Linked DNA regions of Sus scrofa: region 2 is linked to region 1. The links are chromatin contacts, called in public Hi-C maps. All regions are on one chromosome and are shown on one strand. The core of a region is the stretch at or near the end of the contact, and the rest is flanking DNA. Distances in the headings are between cores, read along the strand shown.

Evidence for each region. Hi-C and Micro-C count contacts between places; a contact is called where the count stands out from the background.
Region 2: a contact with region 1 is called in a Hi-C map of epiblast stem cells, with 1.9 times the contacts expected there. The contact joins the promoter of CDX2 here to the promoter of PDX1 in region 1. A contact is called at or near these places in 5 of 47 Hi-C or Micro-C datasets (blood, brain, embryonic fibroblasts and 2 more).

Annotation. Positions count from the first base shown.
Region 1 is chr11:5,302,080-5,306,083 of Sscrofa11.1, reverse strand. It overlaps PDX1 (pancreatic and duodenal homeobox 1), which reads right to left and starts at 2,475. Exons shown (of 2, transcript NM_001141984.2): 1 at 1,890-2,475. The coding sequence starts at 2,298.
Region 2 is chr11:5,344,346-5,348,476 of Sscrofa11.1, reverse strand. It overlaps CDX2 (caudal type homeobox 2), which reads left to right and starts at 2,396. Exons shown (of 4, transcript NM_001278769.1): 1 at 2,396-2,742; 2 at 2,745-2,959. The coding sequence starts at 2,420.

The DNA of each region.
Region 1 (4,004 bases), core at 1,226-3,725:
GCCTTCCAGTGCGGCGGATGCGGTTCATTTTTTAGGTTGAGGGTTTGGGACGTCCCTATTGTTGTTAGTATTCGGATCTCTACTACAAATGAAAGTTGTTCTCCTAGCGGCGTGAGGCCTCCCTAGGAGCAGGCAAGCGGGTTCATAGACCTTGAAGTTTCTGCTCCTTCCCACGTTTCCAGGACGGGCCATCCAGACTGAAGCAGCATCCTACAGGCACCTGGCCTGGGCGTATGGATGCTTCCCACGGGGGTGGGGGTGCTCTGGGTCAGAGGGTGCAGGCAAGGGCCTCTCTGACCCCAGCCTTCCAGGTCTCCCCCTTCCCCCGGCAAGTCTGCCGATTTTCCTTAGTTTCTGGCTCCTTCTGTCCCCCTGCCTGAACTTAGGCTCCGCCAGGGCAGAAGGAACACACCCGGGAGGTAGGGAAGTTCTCCCACCTCAGAAGGGCTCTGATTTCAGAACGTCCATCGACTTTTTTCTCAAGAAGCTGCAAGGAGGGCTGGGAATTCGGGAGACGCGCTCCTAGTGCGGGAAGGGGGCCGCGGAGGGAGGCAGCTCCTGGCAGGAAGCTCCCGACTCAGAGCCCTGCGCCCCGTCCAGAGACGCTATTCTTCCGCCTCCCAAGAATTTCGCATTTCCTAGGACTCCGAGGTCTTTGGCCCCGGCCGCGCGGGCTGGATGAGGGCGCCTCGCTGCACCCTGAGCCCCCCCTGGGCCTGGGGTGCGGCCGGAGGTGGGGGGAGATCGTGGCCCAAGTTGGGACCCTGTCCTGCCCCACACAGCCTTCATGAGAAAGTGGGGAGAGGCGAGCCCCGGGCCCGCCGAAGCCCCGCTTGGCTGCGCCTGGGTCAGGGTCAGGGCCAGGCAGGCCAGCCAGACCTGGCAGACTGGGGGCCGCTCCAGCCTCTTTCCCAAACTCCCGACTGTTAGTTGGAAAGAAAAGTCAACTATTTGCAGTGCAGGTGTGACGAGAAGTGGCTTCGGCACGGAAGCGATAACATTGTGTAGCGGCAGCAGCACAGGCCGCGCAGCAACTCGCCGCAGGCACGGGCCGAGAAGGGACCTGGGGGCCGCTCAGCGTCTGCGCCTCCGGCCCCTGCTCCGGGAAGACCTTTCCTTACGTGCCGGTGCCTGGGGCCGCCCTGAGCCGCCTGTGCAAAGAGGACACCTTCCTGCTCAAACCGACACGCTGGGAAGCAGCGTGGGGAGGGCCCTTCAGACACTTTTGTTTGTTCGAAAGTGAATTAGCATCGCAGACGCCTCTCCCAGCTGCCAGCGTCGAGGGTGAGCGGCCAGTCCTCGGTCTGGCGGTGAGCCCCCTACCCCACCCCACCCCTGGCCCTGGCCTCTAGACATCTTTGCAGGCTTGGGTGCAGTTTTCCTCCCCTGATTTTCTGCACCAACCTGGTGCCCCCGAGTCGGCCTGGCTTTCTTTACTCGAGCTGCTTTGCTCAGGAAAAAAGGGGCCTGGGGCTCTGAAGGCACGCTCTGGCCGGGTAGGGAGCATCCCAGAGCCCTACTCGGCTCCCTCGGTGTGCAATTCTGGGGGCCTTGGGCGGGCGGACCTCCCTGCTGGAGGAGAATTGGAGGGTCCCGAGCCTTGAGCCTCATCAGGCCTAGATTTGCAGGGAGCGCGCAGGCTCCTGGAGTTCAGCGTATCAGGAAAGGAAGGAGCCTAAGCTCCTAGGAGGAGAGCTGAGTGGAAAGACACTCCAAGCTGGGGCCAGAGAAGTGCTTCTGTGCAGAATGGCCTTGCTAGGTTCCGGTATGCTTTAGTCCGACTCTGCCTTATCCACAGGGGCTGGGGAGGGGCCCTGGGAAGCGCTGGAAGGTAGAGGCAGCCAGGCCGAGAGCGGGTGAGGACAAAGGGGACGGGGAGCCAGGCTTACCTGCCCACTGGCCTTTCCACGCGTGAGCCTTGGTAGACTTCATCCACGGGAAAGGCGGCTGGACGCGGCCGGGCTCCTCCAGGGCTCCTGGCTCGGCTCCATCCGGGAAGGGCCCGGCGGGCGGGTGCGGGAGTGCCAGCTGAGCCGGGAGGTGGTGGTGGAGGTGCGCCACCGCCGGGTCGTCGGCGAGCGGGGGCACCTCGTACGGGGAGATGTCCGGGGGGCCGCCCTGCTCCAGCGCGCCCAGGGCGCCGGCGAACGGAGGCGGCGGCGGCGGCGGCGGGGGCTGGCGGCCCATGTACAGGCACGCAGGGGGGCTGGCGCTGAACTCTGGCGCCGGGCCCCGCTGGAAGGCGCAGGGGTCCTTGTAGAGCTGCGTGGCCGCGTAGTACTGCTCCTCGCCATTCATGACTGCCGCCAGGGCTTGGGGACCCCTGCAGGGAGCTGGAGCCGGGGACCTGGAGCTGTGCGGCGCTCCCGCTCCCGGCGCCACCCCTGCTGCTTTGACAGCTCCGCAGCGCTGGCAGAGGGAACCTGCTGCCGGCGGGGACGGGCGGGCGGCTGCCACGCCATAGGCTCCGCTGTGCCCCACGTGGCTCAGCCCGAGGCCATTATTGGCCTGGCTGGCTGCCTTAAGAAGCCAGGCCCAGGTACCCACCTGAAGGTTTCAGTATTCTCTCTCAGCTGAGTTTACTGCTCACCCCTGCATGTGCAGTTGGCAGTACTTGCCAAAGTGGGACATGCGGGGAAAATATTTGGACTTCTATTCATGTATAGAAACATACTTTTGTCATCCTTTAAACGGTCTGTGTTGTTTGTACATTTGATAATGTGCATATTGTCGCAAAACAAGGGCTTGCGAATCTCCTCTAACCAGCGATTTCAATAAACGAGAGAAAATGCTTAGAAAAAAATTGTGCATATCGGTTCAGTAATATAATTGAGAAATAGGCACATGTCAAGATTGTACCCAAACTAAAAAAAACAAAACAAACAAAAAAACAAAAACACTGTTAGGGGACACGATCAAAACTTTCTGCAGACCCCAGCTCTACAGGTCAGAAGCAGTTGGTTCTATTTTATTTATGTTTATACACAACCACGAGTGATCCAGCGTTCGCATTATGTTTTTGTCTGTGGTTTGCTCTGGGGGATTTCCGGAGTGTAAACTCTAACTTCAGAAGCATTCCCAATGGATTTTTGGCTTTTTTTTTTAATTGAAAAGCATTATTAATTTTGATTTGGGGACGCTGGGGCTCGTTCGGCCACCTCAGAGTGCAGTTTGCTACTGGGGCAAGGGGGCAGAGAAGTAGCGTCCTCTTCTGTGGCCGGGAGGCAGGGGCGAGGGCTGGGCACAGGTTTCCAGATCCTTCTTGATGGCTCCCCACGGATCCGGGACCTCGCTGGAGTCTGTCAGCTGCAGGACGTTGACTCCCGTGTCTGGCTCAACCAAGGCAGGCCTGGGGGAGAAGCAATGTTCGGGAAAAGAAGGAAAAGCCCTGCGTTTTTTTAAATTACAACATCCGTGTTGGGCTGCCACTGATGCTGGTAACTTCTGGGCACTCTGGGCATCCTCGCTAAATAGAGACGCTTTTTGGAACCCAGAGGTGCAGATGGGGCCTCTTCCGGGGCGCGGCGGCATCTAATCCCGGGACAGGACCAACGCGGCCGACTGGTCACGCCGAAATGACCACAGTCCGCGAACCGCCACGAGGGTTTTAGACAACCTGAGCGAGTTTGCAGAAGAGCCTGGGCCAGAGGGAGCGTGAACCACAAGGAACCAGCACGAGAAATCGCCCCACTGACCTCCCTAACCTGCAGACTGTATCCAGTCTTTTGCGAGGTAGATTTTAATATATTTTTTTCCCCCGGTGGAAGGACCCGTCGTCTGTGTACGGATTGAGCGGGCTCCTCGGAAATACGCCTCCTTTTCATTAAAAAGCAAAAGCTACTTGGGAATCAGGACGTCTCTGCAGAGTCCTCCTCCGGTAAGATGCTGGTGCCGCCAACATCCGTGTTGGGGTCCGCGCGGGGGGTGGGCGCGCGCGGCTCCGGGGCTCGTGGGGGCGCCGGCTCCCGAAGCAGGGCAGGTCGAGAGCGAGAGCGGCGGACGGA
Region 2 (4,131 bases), core at 1,147-3,646, 42 kb before region 1:
GGCCATAAAAACGCAGGAAGCGGCCACCGCAGGGCGGAGGGGATGGCTGTCCCCAATAAAGTGATTGTTCCAAAGAATGCCCACATTCCGAAGACACAGGCTCAAGCCTGGGCCTCGGCCTCCAGACCTGGAGGCTTGGGAGGGGGGTGGTGGGGGGCGGAAAGAGGGATTGTGTCTCCCAGGAAGCGGAGGAAGATGTTTGCTAGATCAAAAGTCTGCAGTGCCCACCACTTAACCTCCCACGTTCCCGCCCCATCAGGACTGCAGACGCCCACCCCCCTCTGGCGTTCCCCCTCACCCCATCAGTGATGTGGCGGCTAATGGGGTTTGCAGTTTCTTTCCTATCATATTTCTCTAGAGGTGCGACGACACTCAGCTGTCCAGGTGTGTGTGGGGGGGGCATCCTTCTGGTTGATCTGCTCCAGTCTCCCCCAGTCAACTGCCCAGTTCGATCTCCCCCACCATCCCGCCCCCAGCCCCCAATTTTGAAACCTTCTTCCTTAAGCGAGGAACCAGCCAGCAGGACAGGGGCAGTGCTGATCCTGCCTGGGCCGGGCCTCTGCGTCCGCAGCGGGTGGGTGTCACATCTGCAAAACGGAGCCGGTGCAACTCCTGCTTTCTTCCCCATCCAGGGAGATAAAGGGCACTGGAAGACGCTCCAGAGATGACAAGACGAAGTGACAAATGCCAGAGAGCGCTGGACAGTGAGAACCGACAAGGGCAGATCTGGAGGAGAGCAGCAGCGCCCGCTGGGTCCGACGGTGCTCAAAGGGTCCCCCCCACCCCCGGCCCCAGCCAGCCTGCCCCTCCGCCGCCCTGGCCGCTGCGCCTCTCAAATCTGAGTCTGGCAGAGGTCTGGGCTCAGGGCAGAAGGCAGTCGGCGACCGCAGGCCCACTCCTCGCGGTCGCTCAACTGAGACGGGCGCCTGCGGAAATGGAATCTGGCCGCCCTGCGCTCCTGTCCTCCCGCGGAGCCAGGCCGCGGATCCCAGGTCCCCGGAGCGGCCACTTTCAGCCCCGGCGCCTGGGACACAAAACCCCTTCCCACTGGGGCGTTTCTGAAGCAGCCATCCTTAGTGTACGGCTCGGGGTTCCCTTCCCATCCCCTGCAGATGAAAAAGAATTTTCTCCGGAGAAGGTTTTACTTTGCAAATGAGAACGTGTTTTTAAGTAATAGGTGTGATGTATGACATATAAATACCCAGCGGCATAGGAGCAGAAATTCTAAATTTCCTTTTCCTTGATTTTTAACCGAGTATTTAAGTATAATAAATGTATAAGGGTAACTCTTAATTTTCACAAACAACAAACACACCGTGGAAACAGCACCCTGCTGAAGAAACAGCACCAGGTCTGCAGCGATTACTACTCTTTGCTAGCCTGGCTTCTACCACCCGCTTCTTGGTTTGCAGTTAAGACTTTTGAATCTTGAGTATAAATGCTTTTTAAAAAATGAATTGTTTTAACTTAAATCTCAATGTGAAGTGAACTCGGAGATGCAACCTGCGACTAGGGTCTTAATTTATCTCGTGTGGAGGGCGAGCGGCTTCCTCGGGGCAGGACATAAATGATGAACGGTGACAGTTGTTGGGGGCGCACCGTCGTTCTGGCGCGGGGCGCAGGGCGGGAAGGAACCGGGCCCATTTCTCCAGGCTCAACTCGTCACCTCCCCGGGTTGGCCAGAAACGTTGTCATCAAAGCAACGGCTTCGCTTTTCTTTTCTCTTTGGGATGGAAGAAGCTTCTAGACCACCACCACCCCCACCCTTCCCTGCAAATGCATAAACACGACTCCTGAGTCTCCAAACCCAGATTCCCACCAAGATAGCTCTTTCCCCCTCTCTTTTGCAAGTCTCTTGATTTCATTCTTTGAACCTGTGATTGGAGGTTAAAGTGCACCAAGGTTGGAAGGAGGAAGCTCTTAACAATAAAGGTTTGAATATTTAGCTGTGATGGGTCGCTGCCCTCTCGCGAGCGCCCCCCCCCATCTTTTAAAATGCAAATCATGTTTCGGGGGGGTGTGCGCCGTGCGCGCGCTGCGCCTCGACGTCTCCAGCCATTGGTGTCTGTGTCATTACTAATAAGAGTCTTGTAAACACTCGTTAATCACGTAAGGCCGCCGGCCTGGGGCTCCGCACGCCAGCCTGTGGCGGGTCTTCCCCGCCTCTGCAGCCTAGTGGGAAGGAGGTGGGAGGAAAGAAGGAAGAAAGAGAGGGAGGGAGGGCGGGACGAGGCAGGCCAGAGGGAGGGACCGCCTCAGAGGCAGAAGCGCCGCGAGGAGCCGGCGCAGCAGCGCGCTCTGGGGCGCAGCCACCCGCCGCTCCCGCGCCCCCTCGCCCCTTCCCCGGCGCGGCCCGCGGCAGCCTCCAGCGTGGGTCCCCAGGCAGCATGGTGAGGTTTGCCGTCGGGACCTCGCCACCATGTACGTGAGCTACCTCCTGGACAAGGACGTGAGCATGTATCCCAGCTCCGTGCGCCACTCCGGCGGCCTCAACCTGGCCCCGCAGAACTTCGTGAGCCCCCCGCAGTACCCGGACTACGGCGGCTACCATGTGGCGGCCGCGGCCGCCGCCGCCGCGAACTTGGACAGCGCGCAGTCCCCGGGGCCGTCCTGGCCGGCCGCGTACGGCGCCCCGCTCCGCGAGGACTGGAACGGCTACGCGCCGGGGGGCGCGGCGGCCGCCGCCAACGCCGTGGCTCACGGCCTCAACGGGGGCTCCCCGGCCGCCGCCATGGGCTACAGCACCCCGCCGACTACCACCCGCACCACCACCCGCACCACCACCCGCACCACCCGGCCGCCGCGCCCTCCTGCGCCTCGGGCTTGCTGCAGACGCTCAACCCCGGCCCTCCCGGGCCCGCCGCCACCGCCGCCGCCGAGCAGCTGTCCCCCGGCGGCCAGCGGCGGAACCTGTGCGAGTGGATGCGGAAGCCCGCGCAGCCGTCGCTCGGCAGCCAAGGTAAGTGGCGGCGGCGGGCGCCCGGGGAAGGCGCGGCGCGTGTCCCCGGCGGGTCTGGGGACTCCGCGCCAGGGGGCGGGGCGGAGCGACAACGTCTGGGGGCTCCGGCCCCCCGAGGCTTCTCCAGCTGCGGGGGGGGGGTCAGGAGTGGACATTTCGGTCCCTCGAGCCGCGCTCGGTTCGGGGCCGAGGAGAGGCTTCCTCTGTGCAGCCGTCTCGTTCCCAAGTCCTTACACTCTCGGGAGGCTCCCGGGAATGTCGCGGGCGGCTGCACCGGAGCCGAATCGCCCTTCCCACGTAGAGCCGCTCGCGCTCGCTTGGTGCGCGGCCTCCCTCGAACTTCACCAGGCCGGGCTCTCTCGACCCTCCGGGCACGTCCTCCTTCCCTGTCCGAGCCCCTCGGGAAGAGTGGTGGCCTGGGGCCGCGCGTGGGACCAGGTTTGGCCGTTCGGGCCAACTCTAGGGAGCGGAACTCGAGCGCGTAGCCGGCAAAGCTGCTGTAGCTGGAAAGAAGGTGTTGGCCCCAGGAGCTAAGTAGGGAAGGGGGGCGCCGAGGTCTTGGAACCTTTGATCTGCAAAGGGATACTTCAATCAACAGCCGAGGGCTGGGACAAGACACCCGGGGAGTCCCTTCGTGTCTGCAGAGGGAGAAAAGCAGCGGGTCGTGGTGGGGATTCAGCTGCTGCTCCAGTCAGGGATCATGGAACCCTCCCTTCCAGGGTCCGCGTGTGTGTGTGTGTGTGTGTAGGCGTGTGTACGTTCAAGAAGATTGTGCCAGAGGTGTCTCTGCAAAGATCTTGGGTTTGCCGAGCTGTGGGGGCTCAGAGGTTCCGAGTGTGGGAATGTGTGTCAAAGTGGGAAGGAAGTTCAGTAGGTGTGGTGGGAGAGTTCGCTTGGCTCCCCTTTTCCTCCACGAAGACTTTCCCAGCCCTCGGCACTTCCGCTTTTTTCTCTTCCCTCCTCTCTGGCCCAAGCCCGGCCGGCTTGCAGGTTATGGCCACTTTGCAGCGTTTATAGCCAATTACAGCCGTATAAATCAGAGCAGCCGTTGGGGGCTGTCTCTGGGCATCGGGATTTGCGTCACTGGGCACATGCCGGGGACCGACGAGGTGGGAAGTGCGGCCGCCCGGGGAGAAGGCCTCAGCGCCGAGGACCGGCAGCCTCGGCTCGGT